2 separate regions of the Mus musculus genome follow, and region 2 is linked to region 1. A link is a contact called in public Hi-C data. All regions are on one chromosome and are shown on one strand. Each heading gives the region's core, a stretch centred on a gene start, on an enhancer-like site or on the middle of the called end of the contact. The rest is flanking DNA. Distances are from core to core; before and after follow the strand shown. Region 1 has its middle 20 kb from the start of Gm46674. Region 2 overlaps Gm14812 (predicted gene 14812).

What was found. A called contact is a pair of places that touch in the nucleus more often than the background predicts.
Region 2: a Hi-C map of uterus shows a contact between it and region 1, with 5 times the contacts expected there. The contact joins two enhancer-like sites. A contact is called at or near these places in 4 of 484 Hi-C or Micro-C datasets (the N1E-115 cell line, nephron progenitors and uterus), 1 of 115 datasets of contacts at active chromatin or transcription factors (extraembryonic endoderm stem cells) and 1 of 9 other capture datasets (embryonic stem cells).

What each region holds. Positions count from the first base shown.
Region 1 is chrX:99,215,574-99,221,034 of GRCm38.p6, forward strand. No RefSeq gene overlaps it. Among named protein-coding and RNA genes, the nearest start is that of Gm46674, 20 kb to the left of the region's middle. Within about 2 kb of position 1,423, at least 145 of the 459 cell types and tissues checked have an H3K27ac peak or open chromatin away from gene starts, as enhancers often do. A contact at or near this core is called in uterus, where this site is marked.
Region 2 is chrX:99,415,558-99,421,070 of GRCm38.p6, forward strand. The region is part of intron 6 of Gm14812 (predicted gene 14812); the gene reads right to left. Among named protein-coding and RNA genes, the nearest start is that of Gm14812, 25 kb to the right of the region's middle. Within about 2 kb of position 3,099, at least 13 of the 459 cell types and tissues checked have an H3K27ac peak or open chromatin away from gene starts, as enhancers often do. A contact at or near this core is called in uterus, where this site is marked.

The DNA of each region.
Region 1 (5,461 bases), core at 173-2,672:
AGGTCTCAGGGAAGGCCCATAGCAAGATACTCTATTCCCTCCCTCCCTTCTCTGCCTTCCCACCATGTCAGGGTGGTGGCCCCGGAATTTCAGTTCCAGGATTAAAAGACACTTGTAGGCCAATGAGCGTTTGGGGCACTGCCTCTTTTAGTCCATGTAATAGTGAGTGACAGGCCATCATTGGATGTGATAGTGTAGAATCTATCGGTGCCATGTTGTCCAGGCCCAGGAAGGCCTGGAGAGTCTTTGTCTCTGTCTTTCTCTTTCTGTCTCTCTCTTCTTCCTTTTCTATTTTTATCTCTCTCTGTATGTCTTTCTCTGTGTCTCTGTCTCTCTCTATGGCTGTGTGTCTCTTGATGTCTCTTCTCTGTCCCCCCCTCCCCGTGTGTGAGTGTGTGTGTGTGTGTGTGTGTGTGTATACAGGATGCTGCCTCAGAAACAAAATGGAGGTGGCATTGGATCACCAAAAGAGAAAGGCCACCGTAAGTCTGGACATGTTGAACCATGTGTTCTCAGGGACCCGATGCCAGGGCAAGGCAGCCTCCTCCTGGTGGCTCTGGGAGGGCGTGACATTTGGATGAGGTTTGGACTCCAGTCAGAATGGTGATGGAGCTACACATGTGGCCATTGTCAGAGCCCACGTGGGCCTTAGAGACTGCCATAAACAGTCACCTTATGGACCACTTAAAACCTCCAAAGTGTTTGCTTTGGCTTGCACAGTGCCTACATGATGAAGAAATTAGCTCTCATCATTTAAAATTCAGGAGATTTTTACATAAACATTCAGATTTATAACTTCTAAAAAAACCCTGAAGATCTAGTAATCCCGTGCTCTCTTTTCACAGGCAACAGACAGCTGGAGCTGAGTGGCAGCTGTCCCCTGGGTAGGGGGTGCAGGGGGGGCGAGTGGGGGGCCGGACACATACTCTCGGCTTCTTGTGGTCCCACGTTCCTGAATTTACTCTTCCTGGGACAACTTGAGAAATGCAGGCCAGGAAGAAAGGAGGGCCCTTACCCAGGTCAGCCACCCACCTGGGTGAGGGCATTGTGAGGGCTGGAGCTAGGCGTTCTGTCCCCAAGCTCTGCCTCAGGCGCAAGCCCTTCTGCCATCACTGTCTCTCTCCGCTCTGCGGGCTTTGTCTGGCACCTCCGGTCATGGCCCTTGCGGAGCTGCGCGTTGGGCTCTGCGGGCACCCGCATTCTCAACAAGAAAGGGCCTCAAGGGTCCGGTGGTTGCAGCAGCGCGCCCAATGTTTCTTTCTATCGAGGGCCAGCGCTCCCTGCCGCCGCCCCGCAGCCAGCCGGGCCTCCGGGGTTGTGTGTCCATCGGTGTCGCCGCGGCGGGCCTCGGCCTTGGGCTGCGCAGCAGCGAGACGCTGGCGGGCGGCAGGGTAAACACGGCCCACAGCGGGGCGCGCGGAATTCTGCTGACGGCGCTCTCCTCGGGCCTGGGCGGGGCGGCGCAAGCCCGCGGCGGCGGCCCTAAGGCCAGGGTAGTGTCCCGTCCGTGCCCGAGACCCCCAGCCGACTGTGGCGCCTCCCCAGCCGCGAAAGACTCAGGGCGGGGCTGCTGGCGGCTGAGCTCTCTGCAGCGACCCCCTACCTCCGCCCGGGGGCCCTCGGACTCCCCGTGCATAGCTTCAGGTCCCTGTCTCCTTCTATGCCTAAAAGTTCAGGGCAGAGGCTGGGAGGGAGGGACACAGTCCATGGGAGGGAGGGACACAGCCCAGGAGTCCTGGAAACCAAGTGCTACATGGTCAGAACCCCTCTGCTCCCAGATAACACACCATCCCTAGCAAGTCTCCATTCTCCTGTCATCTAGTCTGAGCCTTTGTCCAGTTGTGGGGCAGAAGATTTCTCAGTGTAATTAAGGTTAGGATTCCTAGGGTGTGGTGGGTCAGAGAGGTACAGGGTTGTGTGGCATGATGTCCCTAGACACAGGGAGAAGGCATCCACTTGGGAGTGGATGATGTGGGCAGCAAGCTCAGAAAGGACATGATGGCTCCATTGGTAAAATGACTGGATTGGAGAAAAGCTGAAATGTCAGGAGAAGCTGTGGGTTCAAAAGTAGAAGAAGGCTTCCTTCCTACGGAAGAATCTGGGGGCAGAACTGTGGGACCGGCTTCTGAGTTAGGAGGACAGAGGGCTATTCATTCAAATGGAGATTCAAGGGAATCTTCCGAGCAGATGGCCCCTGGAAACAGATGTCCAGGGAACACCTCTCACCTGCTCCTAACGCATCCCAGCGAAACCAGGAAGTTAGGTTCACAAGCGACCCTTACTCCATTGCGCCTGGACTATAGGCTCATTGGCTCACTCAGCTTCACAAATGTGTGTTATAGTGCATTAGCCCCATACTATAGGACAGCAAGGGCATGCTAAAGATGTTTTAATGTCAAACACGGAGTGGCCAGTTTGAAGCCGAGGTCTGTTCGTTTTCATCGTAGTCTCGGAGAGAGTAGGTGTTATTTGGACATAGTGCTTGAGTTTCACTGGCCTGCAGCTGGTAATGGTGGCTTAAGGAAAGAGAGAGATCTTGGTCCCCCCAAGTCTATCAGGGCTTCACTATGGACTGCCACCTGTTGAGTGTTTTTGTGCCCCCCCCCCCAGCTGAGGGCAAGACCAGATGCTGGAGGGGGATGGTGAGGGTGGGAGGCGGAAGCTGAGGGAGGGGGCTGAAAGGGGGTGTCTCCAGGGTTTCACTGGGTTCCTGGGCTCCAGATGGTAGGTCTGGGGAGGGCTGGCCCAACATCTGAGAACTAGCTGGGGGCTGGGCCCCAGGAGCCCCACACTGCTGGGCAGCGCCTCTGCTTTGCCTCCGGTGTGCTGGGGTGTGAGGGAGCTGCTGCAGTGCAAACAAACAGAGCCTGCGAGGACAGGAAGCAATTAAGGACCACCCGGCCCAGGCTGCCGAGGAGGCAGGCAGAGGCCAGGCCAGCCAGTCACAGCGGCCAGCTAGGTGTGGCCTGGGGCAAGTCCAGGGAAGGCCATGGGAGGCTGACAAAAAAGCTGTAAGCTGTGGAGATTCTGGGAGAAAGCTCTTGCACTTAGAAGAGAAAGAGCAACTGTGTTGGGTCAGGGGTGAGGTGCAGGAAGCGGCAGCTTGTCAGAAGGCCTTAGTCCTGGACCTAACTGCTGGGTTTGTTCATAAGCTTTGCTTAAAGGTGTCCCTTCTGTTCTGTGGGTCTCAATTTGTTCATCCTCATAATAAGGTGCTTAGAAGAAACATCCTTCGAGAGCCCTTCCGGGCTTCACCATCCAAGACCTTGCGGCTATACTGGCTGTTGGTTGGATGTGGTACAGTTAAGAAGCAGCTTTGGAAAGTCTAAGACGTGAGTTCTTCCCTTAAGGACTAGTAGCCCACTCTAACAATACTGTGGCTTGATTATTGACATAGGTTGGGAAAAAAAATCGTGGGATTTTTTTGTGCTCTGTGAAGTCAACACATGGCTCTCCTCATGCCGAGGATGAGAAAAGTTACTAGAGTGGTAAGTGTCGGTGCTCCACTCGACCTGCTTAGCAAGCAGAGAAAGAGTGCCACAGGGATCAGACCCACTCTCGAGGCTGTGCTTGGAACCAACTCGACTTCGCTTCTACTGCAGATGAGGTTCCTCCAGGACTGTTGAGATTGTCCCCGATTGCCTAGGAAGATGGACTATTCCCACACAGGGTGTGCTTGGGGTATAGCCCTACTCCCCTCTTTCCCACTGTTTATCCGACTCCAGCAGAAAGGCAGCCACTCTTCAGTAGTTTCTGGAGGTGCTCCATCTTGTTAGCTGCCTGGATGCAGGCAGGCAGCAGCCCTTGACCCTTGTCATCTCTTCAGTCCCCAAAGGGTTAACTGGATGCCTGTTGTACTCCAGATACAGTGCTGTGCTTTCCCTGGCTTCCTCCCAGTCCTCCATACTTCTTTCATTCTGCGAGCAGGGAAAGCCCCCTCTTATTCTGATCCCTTGTCTTTCAAGGCCCCAACTCAGGGCTGCAGGGACCTTGGGAGCCTGTGCTTAACCTGTCCCAATCAAAGGACTCTATCCAGGAATAGCCTGGCTCCAGTCAGCCCTTCTTTTGGCTTCTGGAACCACCAAGGCCTGGATCAAGCCTCTCCGAGCACCCTCCTCCTTCCAGTTCTGGCATGCACTAAACTGACTTGCCTGGAGCTAGGCCCAGACCTGAGCAAACTCTTTGGCTTCCTGGTCTCACATATTCTTCTTGTACCACTGAGCCCACAGCTCCTAGGTACTTTGCAAACCCTTGTTTACTGCACACCCCCATGCAGCTAGGTGGAGCCTATCATTATGGCCTTAATGTCCATTCTCCAGATAAGGAAACAAAGAGGTAGCCGCATGGCCTGTGGTGACCGGTTGCCCCAGTCCATACACCTGGTGTGTGCAGAGACTGGAGCAAAGCCTATGTGCCTGGCCATGTTTGTTACTCCTGCTGACAGAGGAAGGTAGTGACGGTGTGCCAGTCTTAAGAAATATAGCCTTGGCAGTGGTACAGAAGAAGTCATTGGGGGTACTTAGCTTAGGAGGACTGTAGTCTATTTGTCCAGGACAGTAACCCACCTGGCAGGAAGTTGGTAGAAGGAAGGACCTCAGAGGGACAGAGAAATAGGATCTCCAGTAGGAAGCCTGGGATAGCCTGACTTAAGAACTGTGCAAAGACAGGATGACATGGGACATCTCGAGATGTCAGCCAGGCTGCAAGTTTCCCCTGGTGCTGCCTTACGGGATGGGGGGAGGGGCATGAGCCTTGGAAAGGGGTCCTCTGCTACCCTGCCTGCCCAGGGAGTAGATACCTTCCCAACTAGCACCCCACATCTCCTGAGGCTACCTTGGATTGGAGGACTGCCTGGGAGAAGGAAGGGTTCTGCTGACCCCCCCACCCCCACCTCATCAGGGACATGGAAAATGTGGGGGCCCCTACATGAGGTGGGGGTCAAAGGCCTGACAGCACGGGGTTTCCAATGGCTCTGCTGGAAATGGAGAGGGCCCAAGAAGAAATAGAGTCTTGCTATAGACACTTAGGGATTATGTGATGTTCCCTACAAGGGACATAGTTTAAAGCAAGAGAAATAATCTGAAAAGGACCAAAGGCCTCACATTGGTGGGGGAGTGAATCTCAGTTGAGACCCCGAGGACCCTTTGCCCCTGTGCCCTGTGAACAAGGCTAAGGAGGCCTGCTTCTGACTGACTGTTCCCAGGCTCATAGCCTTAGCTGGCCAATCCCTGGGCAGGAGGTGGTCAAACTCAGCTGCCCCAGGCTCCTCAATGCTGCCCTTATCCCATCAGCCCCCTGGGGCCAGGCTGAGCCCATACAAAAGAGAGCGTTCCTTGTGGGCCTTTGCGGGGGCCCTGGGAATCGGTGACAAGCTGAATGGGATAATAAGTTAATTAAAGCTGTCTCATATGTGAGGGATCCCAGGGCAGAGGAAAAAGGCCTGGTCGGGCAGCCACACGGG
Region 2 (5,513 bases), core at 1,849-4,348, 200 kb after region 1:
GGCAATCAGAATGGAGGAGAGAGCACTTGATAAGATCTGGGGGTTTGGCTTTGCTTGCAGAGGCCCCATCTCCAGGTTGGTTGGCCCTGGATAAAAATCACCCAGCTCAAAGATTTAGTAAGGTTTCTGCTCTGCGACAGCCTTTTCTATTTCTAACGATGGAGAGCATACTTCCCACCCTTTCCCCCAGTTTCCTCTCATCCAGTATCAACAGCTCTAGTTCCTTCTGACCCTCCCAGGGTGGGAGCTGGTCTCTTCTTCAGGGCAGCTAACTCCCTCAGTGCAGGAGCAGCAGAAATTCAGCGTGACTCACTCAGAAATGTTTTCAGAACAGAGGCCAGTCTGTACTCTTTTTTTCCTCTCTCCTCTTCCTTTTGACCTGGCACAGGCTCCATGGCCCTTATTCCTAAAGTCTCAGGAAGCAGCCTAGAGCGGCCACGTGACACCTTTGCCTTGTCCCTTGCCTTCCAAAGCCAAACTTCCCAAACTGCCCAGGGGGCTCTCCAGGAAGCAAGCCCGCCCTGTGAAGCCTGTTCATTACAGTCGCTGCTGGTCTACCTTGTCCCCCTGGAACCCTCTCAGTTTCTTCAGATGACAGCCTATCCATCTCTGACCATCATCATCAAGGATGGTTTGGGGGAAAGGGGATCTGCTTCCATTTAGGAATTAAGAGCAGCCAGCCCCCTGGAGCCACCACACACTCAGGTCGGGCTGACTTCAGCAGTGAACCACAATCCTGGGCTCATGCCTAAGTCCTAGCTCAGAACTTCAGGCCCCTGGGATCCTGGCAATCTCTCCAGGAGATGACAGCAATCTACAGGAGTTTGCAAGCCAGTGAGGCAGGCACTGGCTACCTCCCAAACCCCCCACTTCTCTCTGGGCTGCTGAGAAGTTGGGAAGCTGCCCTTTCTCCCTGGGGTGGGCACCTGCTGCCTCCCCACCTGAGTACCAGGGTTGTTGCTGAGTCAAAGAAGGGCTGGGGAAAGTGCTAGGAGCATCAGCTAAGCTTAGCCTAGAATGACAGCAGGACACAAAAAGGACAGGGCCTCTTTCTCAGTGGAGGGAGGGCCCAGTGATAAGGAGTCAGGGAGCAAAGCAGAAGGCAAGCAATGGAGGCAGGGGGTGCCGGGAGAATGTGCTGTGTCAGCCTGCAGGCTCACAGGCTCAGCACTGGCTAAGCCCTAAGCTAACAGCTCGATCCTCCCTTCCTTCCTTCCTTCCTTCCTTCCTTCCTTCCTTCCTTCCTTCTTTCCTTCCTCCTTTCCTCCCTTCCTCCCTTCCTTCCCTCCTTCCCTCCCTCCCTCCCTCCCTTCCCTCCTTAGCTCCTTCCTTTTTTCCTTCCTTCCTTCCTTCCTTCCTTCCTTCCTTCCTTCTTTCCTTCCTCCCTTCCTCCCTTCCTCCCTTCCTTCCCTCCTTCCCTCCCTCCCTCCCTCCCTCCCTCCCTCCCTTCCCTCCTTAGCTCCTTCCTTTTTTCCTTCCTTCCTTCCTTCCTTCCTTCCTTCCTTCCTTCCTTCCTTCCTTCCTTCCTTTGTTCTCTTCTTCCTTCCCAGACTAGGTCTCCACCAACTTTCCTTCATCAGTCTTTTTGCTTTGGCTCTCTTTATGCCTGGCTCAGTCACCTTTGGGTCTTTGAAACCCATCTGTCTCTCCCTGCCCTCTCTCTGTGTAATCGTTGTCCTTTCTTCTTGTCTACACACCCCTTTCTGTCTGCCTCTCTGCCAGCATGTCCTCTAGATCCCTATCTATGTGTCCTTTATTGTCTCTACCTCCCTTGGTGTCTCTGCTTGCCTATCTTCCCCCTCTGTCCTTTTCTCCCTTGCTCTCTGCCCTGCCCTCTGTGTGGCTTTAAAGCTGCTAGCTGCTGAGGCACTGAGTGTTCCTGAGGAGCACGGGAGGAGAGAAGGGAAAGGAAGTGAGGGGAGAAGATGGGTAGGAAGGGGAAGGGGCTATGCTGCTGCCACAGTCCCTAGGCCTGAACCTGCCACTGGCCCACAGCTCTCTTTCTAGACAGACTTTAGCCTTTCCTAACAAGACACCCATGAGAAAACCTGAGGGCCAGGGATGGTGATACCCAAGGCTTCACAGAGATACCACCCTGAGCACCTCCCCCTCCCCAGCAGGGACCTCCATGGAGGCATGACCAAGATAGTGTCTGATAGGTCACACAGAGGTTCAGCTGGAAGAACCTCCGAAGCCCTATAATCCAAGTGTTTTTCATTGCATAGGTGGAGACACCGTGGCCCAGAGAGGCATGAAGCCAGGACACACCAAGATGTGAGCTCCAGGGAACAGAGACATTTAAAAAGTGGGAAATCCCCAGAGACTGGTTTTGTTTCTATATATAAAATGAGCCTCCCATGCAAACAAGTCTGCCCGACTCTCAGGCCCGTTCCTATCCTAAGCATCTTGTCACCATCAGGAAGCCATTCGCACCTCTGCCTCTCTGGACTTGGAGGAAAGCCTGGGCCAGGTCCTTGTACCTAGGCTCTTTTCTTCTCTGGAGAGCCCTGCCCACAGGATCAGACTGTCTTCTATAGCATGTAGGAATGGGGGTGGGGTGGGGGTGGGAGTGGTGCCTTCCAAACTAGTAGTGCAATTGAAAGAGGCAGAGACAGAGGAAGGGAGCAGAGAAGAACCTTGATGGACAGAGTAGCAGAGCCAGTGCAAGAGGAAGAGCAAGGAGGATGCGTGAATAGATGGGCTGAGCTGGGAAGGATCAGAAATGGAATGACAAGGTCCACCCTGACATCTCCTGGTCTCCTAAGGGAAACCTAGAAGAACAAAAGGGACTTTCAACTTGGGTGTCACTTCACTTATCAATTACTGACCAAAAGCCCTTGAAGAAGCCTCAGTGGCCTTTGCCATTTTGCTCTGGGTCCAACGTGGGGAGACAGTAGCATGTGGGCTCCCTTGAATTCTCAAGAAAAGACCAGGCAGGCTTGGAGAAGTGGGGAGCCAGACTTGCTGTAGGGCTTTTAGAGGGAGAGAGAACAAACGATTAAAGGGGAGGAAGGATTGGCTGAGCGAGAAAGATTAAAGAAGCCAACAGACAGGGCTTGGCTCAGGGATGAGTCAGGCCAACAGCCTCCAGAGATAGCAATCTACAAATATCTTTGAGGTGTAAACAGCCAAGTAGGCTTCAAGGACGAGGAAGAGGAGGAGCAGGAAGCCCAGGGTCAGGGGGAAAAAAGGATGGATGGGGTGGGAAATGGAGAGCTTAGCCAGTCAGTGCAGAGACTCCTACCTTGGGAACTGGGCTGGAAGAGGCAGGCTAGCTACACCAGGAAGCAGGGCCCTGGATCGCTGCCTTGTCCCCTTGTCCGGCTGCAGAGGGCCTCAGTGTCAGCTCCATCTTGCTGAGGCACTGGCCTCCTACCCAGACCCCTCCCAAGGAGCAGGCAAGCCACTGGCCATTTGCTGCCCTCCACCCAGTGGGGCCATGGGCCAACTTGGGTCTCTTCCATCTCTAATGGGATTGAGTCTGTAAACTTGTGCTGCTATTCCCAGGCCTGGGCCTGATTGTCCGGCCACACATATTGCCTCAAGGTTGTTTGGCAGCTAGGGGGTGGGAGCAGGAGCCCACCCTCCTAAGCAGGTCTCCTCCTGTCTCTCTGGGAGCCTCAGGTGCTTAGATCAGAGGCAAGGCCACACAGGAATCCCACCCACAGAGGGCCAGAGGCCAAGGGCCAGTACTGTGGCCTCATGCTCACTCACTTCTACTCTCTGCCCAGGGTCTTGGCACAAAAGACCAGACACTGAGCCTGTTAAGACAGTTGTGGAAACGAAAGCTCAAAAATAGAAACAATGTACCTGTGTTTTGAGATGAAATGTTGGCCTGGAAAAAGAAAGTGGATGAGGGCCCTCTCCCCTAAGGAAGCTAGAAACAGATCCCCTTAAGCACCGTCCTTCATTTATATAAACAAACCACACACACACACACACACACACACACACACACACACGCAGACATGCATGCACATCTACACATGTTGGCAGATCTCCTATGCTTCCCTGGGGCTAAACTAGGAATGTGTGGGCAGGGGCTCCCAGGAGCGCAGAGGGGCCATCATCTTTTCTTTCCTTTTTCTCTTTCTTTTTCTCTTTTTTTCTTTTTCTTTTCTTTTTTCTTTTCTTTTCTTTTGGATGGGGGTGGGGGTATCTGAGACAAAGCTTCATTATTTATTCCAGGCTAGCCTAAAATTTGCAATCCTCCTGCCTCAAAGCCTTGAGTGTTCTGATAATAGCTGTGACACCAGGCTAGTTAGCTCTTTCTTGCACTGGTCATTTCCATGTGACAGCTAAGAGGTACCTCAGAATGGTTCCGCAAAGGAAGAGTTCATCGGGTCTATTCACACATGAGGTGCCTGAGGTTGGCGCTACTGAGAAATAAGTCTCTGCCACCCAGGTGGATACAAAGTTGAGAGAAGGACCCCGATACCAGTATGTCCACATCCAAGGGCCAACTACCTCTGCAAGGTATCTCCATACAGTGTGCCCTCTCTACTCACTACAGCACAGCACCTCTGCAAGCTATCCGTCTGTTGAATGGGAAAGGAAGAAAGAAAAGAAGGTGAGAGGAGAGAGAGGGGAGGCAAGGGGAGGGAAGGGAAACCTATCCAAGCCCCTGGACAAAAAGGAGGCAGTCCATGTACATCCTATCCAGAATGCTATTCTTTATTTTCTGCCCTCTAGAAACTTGTTAGGAGCTTCCAAATTGAGTGTTCCCATTTGTAGCCCGTGATTCCCACAATGGAGACACCATGGTGTCATCCGGATGGATGGCGGTGGCTGTGAGTTCCTAGGGAAGAAAGAGAAAGAAGGGGAAACGTGCACCATTAAAAGGATGCCTCCTCTATGCAGACCGTCTGGGGTAAGTTCTGTGTGTGCAGCATGCACAGTGGCTTCTGTGTACACAGCATATCTCTATGTTCAAAGGGCTTCCTGAAATACCCCTTGAATGCAGGAGGAAAGATTACAATCCAACTTCCCCATCAAGAGAAAAGAGGGCCAAAGGGCAGAAGGGGCTGGATCAAAGTCCAACAACTAGACTATAGAATAGTACTTTGAACCATTTTGTTTTTGCATTACAACCCACAATAAAAACAATGTGTGTATGTGTGTGTGTGTGTGCATAGTCCCATTTTTATCAAAACTCAGTGTACACATATGTGTACATAAAATGGAAAGAAAAAAGTGTCTCGAAATCAAGAGTGTTGGCACACACATGCCAGGAGGGAACTGAGGTAGAGGATAGAAGTAAAAACCAGCTTGGGTTACATAGCAAGACCCTGACTGAAAAGGAAGCTTCATCAAACTGCTTATCATTACTGCGAGAGGTCAGACAGTAATGAAATCAAGAGACAGGCCAGGTATGGTTGCTCATACCCATAATCATATGACTCCAGGCAAAGGCAAGAAGATTGATGTAAATTCGTGGACAGCTTGAGCTTCAGAGAGAGGAGAGACTGTATCAAAGAAAATATACAGATAGGGAGAGCCACTGTCAGGTTGCT